Linked DNA regions of Mus musculus: region 1 is linked to region 2. The links are chromatin contacts, called in public Hi-C maps. All regions are on one chromosome and are shown on one strand. The core of a region is the stretch at or near the end of the contact, and the rest is flanking DNA. Distances in the headings are between cores, read along the strand shown.

What was found. A called contact is a pair of places that touch in the nucleus more often than the background predicts.
Region 1: a Hi-C map of the N1E-115 cell line shows a contact between it and region 2, with 3 times the contacts expected there. The contact joins two enhancer-like sites. A contact is called at or near these places in 1 of 484 Hi-C or Micro-C datasets (the N1E-115 cell line), 1 of 115 datasets of contacts at active chromatin or transcription factors (astrocytes) and 1 of 9 other capture datasets (embryonic tail).

What each region holds. Positions count from the first base shown.
Region 1 is chr8:109,277,970-109,284,492 of GRCm38.p6, forward strand. No RefSeq gene overlaps it. Among named protein-coding and RNA genes, the nearest start is that of 4922502B01Rik, 31 kb to the left of the region's middle. Within about 2 kb of position 2,747, at least 7 of the 459 cell types and tissues checked have an H3K27ac peak or open chromatin away from gene starts, as enhancers often do. A contact at or near this core is called in the N1E-115 cell line, where this site is marked.
Region 2 is chr8:108,801,029-108,807,729 of GRCm38.p6, forward strand. All of the region lies in intron 3 of Zfhx3 (zinc finger homeobox 3), which reads left to right. Among named protein-coding and RNA genes, the nearest start is that of Zfhx3, 90 kb to the left of the region's middle. Within about 2 kb of position 1,568, at least 9 of the 459 cell types and tissues checked have an H3K27ac peak or open chromatin away from gene starts, as enhancers often do. A contact at or near this core is called in the N1E-115 cell line, where this site is marked.

The sequences.
Region 1 (6,523 bases), core at 1,497-3,996, 480 kb after region 2:
AGTTGGAAGAAACTGTTTAGTCATTCCGGTTGTACAACCCCCATCCTCTAATGATTGTCCTCTAATGGCACAAACGTGGCCGCTCTTAGGATGCTGCAGATGTGGGCAGAGTTTCAGCGAACTGCAGCAGCCATGGTTTGCTCGCACATCACTGTAGGCTAGCCTAGAGCTCTGGCGGGACTCAGCCAAGTGATCATTCCCGGCCCCTCTGTATTAATAGGGAACTAAAAGATTCCAGAAGACGGAGTGTAAAATGATGTGAATTTTAGACAATGAAATCATCTGAAAGAACACCGATTCTCTCTCATTACACACCATGATTGGAAAGGAAGTTATTCCCACATCAGCCTTTTTTAAAAGATGGGAACCTCTGCCCTCTCAGTCATCATTGGGGCTAGAAAGCTGTCACTTCCCGTGACATAGGATCGTCATACAGAGCAGTGATAACTAAGGCATCTACTGTTAGACGCTGCCATGTTTACAAATGAGTTCACAGGTTCAGAGGTGAAAAAGCTGCTAAGCTGCCTTGATGCTTTATTCAAGGTGTGTGTGTGTGTATGCATGTGTGTGTGTTCTACACACATCCCTGCTGTGAGCTTGCCCTACTCATTTAAACAGTAGATAGGGGACTATTTGTAGAAAATATAAAAGAAAAAACTTAAACATAATTAGGAAGATATAATTATGTATATTTTATATTTAAAGAAGCTCAATCTATTGCCCTGCTTTTTGTACCCTCTTAATGGGTTCTTTTACATCCATATTATTTTCTACTTCACAGGTTCCCCAATCTCTTCCTCCAACTTCCTGTCTCATGCATTCATTTAACTCTTCCTAGGATGGCCCTGTCCTCTGCAGTATATAGCCACAAATAGCCTCCAATGTGCAGGGATGAACTGTAGACCAGAAGGGTTTGCTTTTAAGCTGAATATTTCTTTCTGCAGACCTAACAGTTTAAAGATACTGTTTCATGATTTAGTGTGTGTGTGTGTGTGTGTGTGTGTGTGTGTGTGTATCCACTCATTCATTTTGTAGGATGTTTAATCTATACTTTACACTTTAATTTCTAGACATAATCACTACTAATCTGCCCCCCCCCAATTCTGTGTAATCTTTGTACTTTTTAAAAATCACCAGTTTGTGGATGTCCTATGGTGAAATGACTCTTAAAGAACTATCTCAGAATATTAAGAAGATAGGTGCATCTATATTTTCACTAGCCATAGTTTGCACTTTTCTGTGTCCGAAAGATTATAGTTCCAAGCAAGGATCCTAAAAGGTGCACCCCTGCACCCCTCAAACAGCTGCTCAGTCACAGGAGCACGGCAGAATTTGTTAAATTTCTGAGAGAAACACAGCGACACCTGTTGGGCGTGACCTAAACTACAGCCGTGGGAAAAGGCTTTCAGCCTACAAGAGCCATAAGAAACAGAGGACCCTGGGTAAAATTGTGGATTATCTTCCCTGGACAATTGAAAAATCTTTTTGTATCAAGGTATGATGTTGATCAAGCTCAACACATTACTCAGTGTTTGATAAGGAATTATTAAAGAAAATTAAATTTGTATGAAACACATCTTTTAATGAGATACACGTTTCTCACAATGGATGCCTCTGTAGATGAATTTTCCTGAACCAAATTGATTTTATTTGCTCATCTTCCTGTTTAAATGGCTTTTCCCTTTGGTTGATTGCTTGGCTTTTGTTTTTGAGGTGAATTTAACTACATAGAACAGGCTTGTTTGGAACGCCCTGTGGAACCCAAGTTAACCTTGAACTCGTGGTGTGCTTGCCTCAGTTTCTCAAGTACCAGGATTGCAGGCATCCACCACTTCAACCAATGGGAAGTGTGTGTGTGTGTGTGTGTGTGTGTGTGTCTGTGTGTGTGTATGTGTGTGTCTGTGTGTGTGTATGTGTGTGTGTCTGTGTGTGTATGTGTGTGTCTGTGTGTGTGTCTCTGTGTGTGTGTGTGTGTATGTGTGTGTGTGTGTGTATGTGTGTGTGTATGTGTGTATGTGTGTGTGCGAGTGTGTGTGTACATGCTTACTGATAAAATTGCTGAAACCTGTTGGTAAGCCATGCAAGTGGATAGAAATAAGAAAAGATTTATCAAAAGCATTACCATAATTCTTTTAAGTCCACTTTTGAATTACACACCAAAGAGATAGGCAAAGAACTATAAAGCTGCTTTTCTTATAGGATTTATTGTCTAGACCCGTGCCTGTCAGGAGTCATTAGTCACATGTGGCTATTGGAACTTAACTGAATTAAAATGAAATAAAGCATAAAAGTCCATTCCTTCCTTCTATTAGCCGTGTTGAGCTAATGGCTACGATGTTGAAATGTTGAGTGCAGACAGACACATCCGTCTTTGCAGGAGGTTCTGTAGGACAATGTTGATCATCTGTACAGTGAAGTCATCTTCCTTGGCAATTACTATTTTACGTACTGCAGTGTACTAAATAGGTACTATTTTCTATGCTGGGGTAAATATAGCGTGGTGTTTTTTAACTCCCTCCTCTCTCTCTCTCTCTCTCTCTCTCTCTCTCTCTCTCTCTGTGTGTGTGTGTGTGTGTGTGTGTGTGTGTGTGTGTGTGTACATATGCACCCCTGTATCTGAGTGTGATTGTGCACAAGCCATACCCTGAAAGCAGAGGTCAGATGCCAAGCTTGGGTGTTAGTGCTTATCCTTCACCTTGTTTGAGACAGGATCTCCCATTGGTCGCTGCTGTGTAGAGTTTGTGACAGGATCTCCCATTGGTCACTGTGTATAGTTTGAGACGGGATCTCCCATTGGTCACTGCTGTGTATAGTTTGTGACAGGATCTCCCATTGGTCACTGCTGTGTAGAGCAGGCCAGCTGGCCTGTAGTTTCTAATGATTCTCATAAGGGTACAAGGATTAGAGTCAGGTGGCTATATGTAGGTTCAGGAGCTCTGAACCAAGTTCTTGAATTTATACAGGTGATCTAACCACTGAGTCATATCCCCAGACCTGTTTTTTTTTTTTTCATCTTAATAGCCATATTATCATACCTGAAAATTCAGTTGTTTGCCTGTTTTTGCTCACCTTTATGTTTTAAGTTTTTATTTATTGATTTATGTAGCTCTGTTCATTTTACTCTGGAAGGAATACCCACTGTACAAATATACTGTTATCCGTTTTCTCACAGGGATAGATTTTTCCATTGTTGTTTTTACAGTAATGATGCTCAGAAATTCCTGCTATTACCTCCCCAACCCCATGTGCAAATGTCTGTAGGATATAAACACAACTATTGAATGTCTAGGCTATAGGATATTTCCATCTTATTCAGTAGATAATATCAAATTGTGTTTAAAAGTGACTAGACTATTCTACACTCAGATTGTCAGCATTTATGAGTTTTGAGTTAATCATGTATTATTTTTTAAATAAAGTTGGCTATACCCAGCAGAAACAAACAGAAGTATGGTAATAGCTCACAAAAGAAATACCTTTATGTAGCTAAAATGTAGAGAGTCAGCGTAGAGAGTAAGGGGTTGGGGGGGATCCTGATCTTGGCGCTTTTTTCTCGCACTTTCTCGATGTGTGGTCTGTCGCTTCCTTGTCTAGGGAAGCTGTTTAGTTTCCAGCCTTTGTGTTTGCATTTAGTCACTGAGGGGGAAGAAGAGAGAAACAGCCTTATATTCTTCTTCTTGACAATAAGGACATTTCCTAGAACTTGAGAATTGATGTATGCTTGTAATCTGTTAGCTAGATCTTCATCAAACGGGCACAGCTTCGGAAGCAGTTCAACAGCAGCTAGCTGTCTGCCCAGGCAACACTCAGTGCGCTTGCGTGGTTGCTTGGTTGATTGGTTGGCTGGTGTTTCGTTTTGTTTTGCCTAGTACAGAAGTTCAGAAAGATCGGGGAACAGAAACCACACCTTTCCTCTCTGCGCTTTCCTCTCTTTGTCCTGCCTGATCTTCTTCTTGCTCCTCGTAGTCATGTTAGGTCTCTGGAGGGGACGGGGAGGTGTCAGAAAGCTGATTCCGCATTCCTTCTCAGCAGAAGGCCCCTGATAAGGTGTTGTCCTCGCGTGGGTATGATGCTAGGTCTAGCATCTACTCTGATCTCACCAGAGGCTGAGTTACTGTTTTCCTATCAATAGGCACTGTATGGGAGTAGATGGTTTGAGGCTTTCTCGCCAACTTTCCCTCCATTCATTTTTGCAACCGTAAATGACTAGCCTACTTCACCACTCTTATTTTGCTACTCAATATTTTATTGTTGAAGATCTTTTCTACCCCATTCTGTTTGTTTATGTATGTTCATAAATAACTAATTTTATTTTTTATTTTTTAATTAAATGTATTTATTCCCTTTTTATTTTATACATTTTAATCTTTTAATATCGTTTTTTGATGTTCAAATGGCCCTAGATCTTTCAAGGGGGTTTCCTTTAGCTGTGTCTTTTAGATATAACTCAGCATGCTTTAAACATTTCCTTAGTTGCTGAGGTAATACATTCAGCAGTTGAGGGGGACAGACAGGTAGACCTCTGTGAGTTCAAGGCCAGCCTGGTTTATATAGGGAGACCCTGTCTGAAACAAGGAAGGGAATGGAATGGAATGAATGAATGAATGAATGAATCTAAGTTCATCTTGTACCTTCCTACACTAGTCTAAAATTAGCTTTTTCTCCATGAAATGTAATTGCTTACGGTGGACAGTGGGGTTTTGAAACCAAACTCTGCACACATGGTGTTCCTTGGAGTTGCTGTAGCATTGAATCTGACTCATTTTGAAATTTCTAAACATATCTACAGACATATTAATATATGTATTGGTCCAACTATCAAGAGTGTACTGATCACAATAACTGCAATTCTGTTTTGATATCATAAGTTAAACTCTAGTTTCCTTGCTTGCTTGTGGTATACAAACCCTTTCCTCTCATGCTGAGCCATGCACCACCTGGATTCTTAGTATATTTGCCGTTTGCACAACTCTGGATCTTATAATCTCAAATTACTAAATCATAGTGTGGCCCCCAAATCCCTACTAACAAGAATTTGAAACATTGGAACTGTTTCATAAACAGTTGTTTCATTTCATTGTGAATGACCTGTTTCTTCTAGTACTGGTCAGGTCCTGTCTTTGTGCGTGGTGTTCCTCAGGTCTGCCTAATGGAGTATGTGTGCAGATTTGGTTGTATTTATGCTATGTACCATCCTGACTCTAAGATTCACATGCACATTTGTAGATATTGTTCAGTAATTACTTCCTGAGTGTTGCCTTTGATTTTCTTATCAATTCTAACACTTTAAGTACATATCTATTAGACCCCATTCTCTCCTTCAAATATCAATTTATTTCTGTACTTTCACTATTTATGCCTTTCTAGGCTTCATTCTGAATGATTTTCTTTCAGTTTTATCTCCCAGTCATCAATTCTTTCTTCATCTGTGTCACATCTGATGTTGTACCTGTCTCTCAAACTTTACAAGTAATTCTTTTTAAAAAGTGTGTTTATTTACTACTGTTGTATATGTGTTTGCGTATGTCTGATGTGTTTGTAGACCTGGGCCTGTGTGCCGTGGTCTACCAGTAGAAGTCAGAGGCAAACAACAGAGGAATTTGTTCTCATCTTCCACCTTTACGTGGGTCCTAGAAACTAAACTCACTTTACAATTTGCACGGCAAATGCCTGTACTGGCTGAGTTATCTCACTAGACCCTAGGTTTTATTTCTAATTATATTGATTTATATTGGTAGGTACATAAAAGCACAAAGGTTATACATAGTAATGGCCGGCACTTATGCTTTGGCCCTGAGGTTAAACATATCACCTGAAACATCACAGTTTTGTGGTAAAAAACAATTGAACTCTCTTTCCCAGATAGATAGCCCAGCGTGCTATCTTTGGGAGCCCTATGTTCAGAGCACACTCGGGCTTCTTAGACCTGTCCAACTGAATCTCACTACCCACGGGTTGCCCTCATCTAAAATGCAATCCTAATGATTATTTTTAAAAGTCAGAGGTTGTGTTTCTGTCGTCTATTATTTCTGGCTTGGTTTCTGTCTTGATTTCTTTCTTTTTTTTTTTTTAGGCATATTAGATGTATTTATATTGTAAAATTTATGATTCGACTATTGCAATACTGTAGTTTCTGTCAGTTTTTTTTTTCCCCTGTTAGTTCTGCTGTTCCTCAACATGGTATCTTTTTTCTCCTTTGGATTTTGTGACACTTAAATTTGGTTTTTGCCATCGTAAGTAGACTGGAAAGTGTGAGCAAATTGCAGGAGATCGTAGCTGGGGACACATTTTCCTAAACTTCTCTTGAATTTTCTTCCTCAGGGTGCTTGAAAAGAACTACTGACCAAAGTTTAGTCTCACCCCTTGTATCTTTTCAGCCCAGATAGACAGTATGGTTCCATTCTCCACCCCATGTGTTTGCTAACCTGTGGTTACAAGTTTCAGTGCTCACACATCCTGGTTACAAGTTGCAATGCTCACACATCCCTGTTGCCCAAGACCATCATAGCTTTAACACCTTTTG
Region 2 (6,701 bases), core at 318-2,817:
TCGCTGTATGCTAAACACCTTATGTATACTGACCACTTATTGTTCTGGAAGTATATCAGTGCACATAAGATAGCCCAATACAAACCCGTGCTCACACACACACATACACATATATACATATATATGTATATACACACACACATACATATGTGTATATGCACATACATATAAATACATGTATACATGTTTATACAGATATGCACACATGTATGTACTCACATCCAGATGCCTGCCCTCACAGCGTTTTCATTCTTTAGGGGAGAAGATAAGTTGCAGATCCCATGGCTAAATTTTGTGGTGGAAGGCAGTAAATGCTATGGAGAGAAAGAGCTCCTTGGTTCTTTCTTCAAGTTTCTGCATTTTGCATCCATGTTCTCTGCTTCCTCTCCTTTTAGCCTCTTTCATTCCTTCCTTCCCTTCCCTCCCTTCCCCTCCCCTTCCCTCCCTCCCCTCCCCTTTTCTCTCCCAACCCCTCAGTCTCTGGCTGAGCAGTGTAGACCGTCAAGGAGGAGGGGCTGCAGATACTGTAAATAGTCCTTTTACTTGCACGGCAGGATTGCTCCAGACGTTCCTATTGATTTTCGCTGGACTTAAAGCCTCACCTTTCCCTCTAATCATCCCATAATGGCTTTAGTATGAACAATCAGGTACAAATCGCCATAAATCTCCCCAGCCCCGGTCCACACACCCTCCACTCCCTCACCTCTCTCCATCCTCTCCAGTTTCCTCCTCAGCCCCTTCTCTTTCCTCTGACGGATTCTCATTCCTGGGCTAGCAAGTGGTCAGTCAGTTCCTGCCGACTGTGGACTCTGAGCTGGCACAGTCTCCCGTGTCCCTCTTGCGATTGTCAGCGGAGACCCCACACGAGGGAGACTCCTTGGCTCTCCCTGGTCTCCGCTGGGTTGATGTTTACGATTGGTCTTGCCTTAGCGCATCCTCAGGGAGCACTGTGTATAAGGAACAGTTTTAGAGAAAGGCAGTAGGGATATTGTGTTCTAGAAGTGACAGCTGACACCAGGTCCAGTGGACCAGGATTGGTTGGTATACTGAGTCTAAGCCAGATCCTCTATTCTGTGCATACGAATTCCTCACCGGACTGGCTTGATTTCGTGCCACAGTAGAAAGAATGCTCTTGGCAGTCAGGTTCAGTTGCAGGTATGACCTGAGTGGTGCTGACATGGCCAAGACAACCAGGTGGGAAAAGCCAGAGGGAGCCAGCATTTCTGAAGGACCTGGCAGTTAAGTTTGCACAAGGGAATCCTCCTGGCCACTGAAGGTCATATGTCACCTTATGAAGGGTCGCATAGACATGGACTGAAGCTGGGCTCTTCTCTCTTAAGAAATGGATCTCCCCTTAGATTGTAAAATGCACACGCTGACCACTAAGCCCTCATGCCACATCTTCCATGTGGTCCAGGGCTCCACTAAAGCCAAGCTCTTGGATTTGCTTCTGAAGGGTCAGGAAACACAGGGTTTACTGAGAACTCCTCACCCCCACTCCCCCAGCCCCACCCCATATCATGTCCATGGATCACACCCGAAAAGTCAACAGTGAGGCATTTTCTGAGGAACAGGTGTGAAGGAAACATTTTCTGCCCTATCTGCGCTGGTCACTCATGTAACTGGGCCATACTTACCTTATTTATTCTGTCGGCTTTTTGTTTGTTTGTTAGCTCAGGACAGAGCGATCGTGCTCCTGTTCAAAGCCACAAGTAGAAGAGCCCAAGATACTGAGGCAGAGGCTGGCCAGTTGGGACCAGCAGCTCTTTGGCTGGTGGCTCTCTGGAGTGATCAGCCTTGGTGTTTCAGAAGAGCTGCCCCAGGGTCAGGAAGCAAAGGTCTTTAGAGTCTGGTCTTATTAGTCCTTGGAGAATGAATGCCCTTCTGCTCGCCGAGGCTCTTTTGAGAGGCAGGGAGCTCTGCCACCCACCTTTGGATGACACAGATTATGAGTCCAGACCTTACTCCGGAGCCCTTGCCTTCCCTCCATGAGACTAAGATAAAGAGGGAGGGTTCCCTTCTCCTTGGTTTTCTTCAGAGCCTGGATTCGGGTGGGGTTTGGAGGTGGTTGGCGGGGGCCCTGGTGTGTCCCGTAGTAATGGAGATTGACTGCGTGCTACTTTTCCTCCTGCTAATGTAATCCATTAGCCCGGCACATGCATAATCAGTTTAGAGCACAGTTAACTGGATGTAATCAAGTTCTTTACTGTCTGCTAGAGAAACCGCTCCAGAAGCAGCTGACCTAGGGAGAGCACTCAGTCTGCCCAGCTCACCCCATCCTGCCCTGACCCACCCCTCCCCCTTCTTCTGCCCCACTTCCTGGCAAATTGTTCATGCTCAGCCTGGGCAAACTAAAAGTTTTTTTTTTGTTGTTTTTTTTGTTTTTTTAACTTTGTGTTTTGCTTTGTTGAGACAGTATCTTTTTTTTTTGAGACAGTGTAGCTTTTTGGGTCTCAGACCGGTCAGAACAGTCTTCAACTCACCGAGTAGTTGAAGAGGATCTTAAACTTCTAGTCTTCCTTTCCTGCCTCCACCTCCCATGTTGCACACGGTACAAGTGCACACCTTCACACAAAGTTTCATGAGGGACTGAACATTGGTCGTCATGCTAGGCTCCATTGGACATCAGGGTTGGCTCCACCAACTAGGCCGCATTCCTAGCAGCTGGAGTTAGCCGTCCTTTGCCGTAGTAGCTGGACTGCCTGCAGTTTGACCTCACAGTGGATCTCCAGTGTTCGTTCTTCCAACCAAGCCTTGCCATCTTCCCATCTTCCCTGTATGTTGGAGGTGACAGATCACGGGATCAGGAGTGTCACAGGCAGGCTTTGTCCTGTGGTCACTTCCCTGGGTGTCATGGGGGTTGATGTAGGTGCGGCAACCCTAATCTGAAAAAATCCCCAATCAGAAAGTTGAGCCAAAACATGTGGGTACTGCCAAAATGGCACCGAGTTCCCTCGGGCAGCGTAACTAAATCTGATGAATTTGTGTTTAGATCTCAGACCCAATCTAAACATAGGTCATAAGGTAAATAAAGATATTCCAGAATCAGGGGTAAAAAAATCCCCCAAGTACAAGCCATCTGGGTCCCAAGATTTCTGTGCTGCTGTGTTAGGACTGGCCTTTCTAAAATGTGGGACAACACAGAGGTTAAGCTAATCTGAAAAAAAACATATTTTCTCCTAGAATTCCCTATTCTGCTTTATTTTTTTAATTTAAAACACTTATTGTGTGTGTATTCATGTATGCATGTGTGTGTTTCTGTGTGTGTATGTGTGTGTGTGTGTCTGTCTGTGTCTGTCTGTGTGTGTTTGTGTGTGTACAATTTGAGTGTGTTCATTTTCTTCTTCTACCATATGGGTTCCAGAAATCAAATTTAGGTTGGCAGACTTACTGACAATCACCTCTACCCACTGAGCCATCTCAGCTCCAGTGATGATTTTTTAAAATGAGTTTTGTATGTAATCGTAGTGAGGCAGGGGACCTGGAGAGGCCACGATATCAGATAGAAGCTCCTTTTTCCTTCCCCTGGATTCATGGGTGGCTCCTGCAAAATGTTCATGACTTCTGTTTTAGCCAGCGGCCGCCTTTGGCTATGGGTCTGAATGACTGTGGTAGGCCACCCTGACCACCTGGTCTCTGCCTTTAGTGCCGGATCGTTTCCTAAGCCGTCATGGAAGTGCAGTGTGGAACAGGCTGAGCTCCAAAACCCATTCACGCCTTTCCCTGCTTTCCTGGGTAAACACACCCGCCTCCTCCCACCTTCCCATGTCCCCCACTCAGGAGATGTGAGGTGCCAGTGGCTTGTCCTAACACCAGGAGCAGCTCCTACTGACAAATACTTGTCTCTGGGAGCGAGCGGATTCTGAGTCCATGGGCGAGCCATGGCGAGCCTGGGCTTATCCTGCCTTCATGATTGTAGGTTGTCAATGATGAGCTCTGGGAAGTACTTGATCTTTTCTGCCTGGGGAAGAGGGAAGGGGAAGGGAAGGTAGTTGGAGTCCAAGCATACCTGCCCACTCAGAGAGTCCCCTGTGCCAGGAAAGCATACCTTTTCAAACAGATTTAGACCCCACCAGAACCCGTTACTCAAACTGTTCCCAGCTGAAGTGTCTTTGATTGGGCCCAGACCCCAGGTTTCACGATAATCTGAAATTATAGCAAGGACAGTTGCCAACCTAGTCAGTTTCAGAGTTGAGTGAGCTACCCGAGGCTCGTGAGGTCAGATGCCAGCCTCTAAGCCCCTGTACTTGGCTTAAAATAGGAGGGGAGGAGAGGCGAGCCCACATGACATGTGGAAAACCTACAGTCAGTCTTCCTGCCTCTTCTAAGTGTTACACAGTGTGGAAGAACAGAACGAAAGCCTTTCTTCTTCCTTAGTTGCTCCTTGGGTCTCAACAGGGCAGAGTCATAAGGCCATTGGATGGTAGATGGACAAATCAGAAGATATCCTTGGTTCCTTAATGGCCACACACTGGGCAGTGTGTATGCTGTGTGCGGACAGGGCAGGGAGGGCTCTTCCAAAGGCAGCTCCACCCTTAATGCCTGTGGGGGCTGCCTTGTGGCCTTTGCCTTGTTTGACAGCAAGGGCCCCAAGTCCTCTACGGTAGCTCCTATCTGCTACCCGGAAGCACACGTGTCCTACGGTTTATGCGTGATTTGACTCAGGAGCCAGATTTCCATCAGCGTCCTCCTATGATATAGACTGTTGAGTGCTTGCTGACTCCTGCCTACCCGAGGTGGCTTTGGCCCAGAAAGCGATCTGCTCATTCAGGGGGTTCAGAAGGTGTGTGTGTGTGTGTGTGTGTGTGTGTGTGAGAGAGAGAGAGAGAGAGAGAGAGAGAGAGAGAGAGAGAGAGAGGCCAGATGCTTGGAGGGAATTTGTTCTCTCTGACCTCTTTCTCTGGAGCATCTGGAACTTGAAAGTTCATGTCCCTCAGTGGACGGCAGAGCTGGCAGGACATGGGAGGTAGCATACATAGTTCCTCACCTGGCTCGGAGATAGCCTATGGCCCCATGAGTCCGTGCTGGAGGGATCTTAGGATGGCTCTGGTTGACAGGCTGTGGTAGCCTCCAGCCACTTGTCAGCCTCAGGGATCTCTAGGGAGATAAAAGGTCAGCCCTTCGTTGGGGGCAGGGATCAGACGGGACTGGGTTAAATCATCACTGCCATGGGAACATGTGGCCAGTGTGTCACCAACTGTGAGTAGTATGGGTGCTTGTTACCCCTTGGGAAGGTCCCTTGCCTTCTGGAAGCATCTCAGGCACCTTCATTTGTGTCCCCTAGGAAGTGTTCCTGTGTAGGTGGATGGCCTCCCCCTTAGGCTCGTCCCAGGTCATTCTGGTGATGGCCTTGGGCATGCCTTACCCCCCCCCCCCCCCCACCAGGTCAGAAAGCCCAGGTCAGTGTTGACTTTTGGCTCTACCCTTCAGGCCTCACATAATGGAACTGAAATTGTGTTAGATGCAGGACTCTGGCTCTCTCTTTAAACTCCCTCAGTTACTATGTCATTCGTTGAGGAAGCCATACTGTAACCATTAGCCAAAACTCTTGCCATTCATTATGCACTGTGCTCCCCTGCCACCCCCAGCCCTCTGGTGAGCACTCATGGAGTCCTCCCTCCTCTGGTGAGCACTCATGGAGTCCTCCCTCCTCTCCCACCCCGGTCTCTTTATGTAGATAGTCATGAACAGTGCAGACTCTGATAAGAACCTCGCTATATTCTGCTACAGTCTACATTGTTTCTAACATGGCTAGTATTGAACATTTGCAAGCAAGTAATAATGGGGCTTACTTTTTTTTATTGTAAATGCAATATGAATTGGATCTAGCCATCATGAAGATACTTAAAAAAAAAAAATACAGCAGGAAAAGAGAAAGTTACTGCCAGACCAGTCTGGTGGCATCTCACAGTGACACATTTGTGTTTCCTGTGGTACAGGACAAGACCTTGCTCTGAAGCCCAGGGTGGCCTCGAGTTAGTATTTTCTTGCACACACTTCTGCAGTGAATGGTATGACGGGTTTCAGCCGTCACACCCAGCTTCCGTGTAACCTCGCTTTCTCTTGCACACATGACGGAGGCAGTTTGAAAGAGTTGGAGTGATATTGTCCCTTTTACAGAGTATCCTTTTGGGGGTGCTGGTGAGATGGCCGAGCCAGTAAAGGTGCTCGCTGCCGAGCTTGCCAGCCTAAGTTTGATCCCTGTGAAGTTCACGGGAGGAGGAGAGAATAGACCCATGCAAACTGTTCTCCAAGTTCTGTGTGTGAGATGTGGCAAGAATGTGCCTGTAAACACACACACACACTCAAAAAGTATTGAAAAACAAACTACAACAAAGAAAAAAGATACGGAAATACCTTTCCACTAATTTTGAAAGCACAAAAGTCATTTCCAGCCTCACTCCCTTATTCTTCTAGACTGTCCTCTGCTCTCATAGATAGGCACACGTGTGCCTTTGTCACATGAGCAGACACACTCAAATCTGCACTTCATGCTTAAACACTGCTTAGACGAAGGGCAGAGAGGCTGTGGGGTCATCCCTGGTAATGGCTGGTGGAGCCCAAGCTCAGGACATCTGGCCACACTCCCTGGGGTTCCTTTAATCCATTGCTCCAGTTTACACCTGTTAAACCCAAGTGATAAGTTATATATATATGAATGATACAATGGAAGTTTCTGTTTTCTTTCAAATAGAATAGTT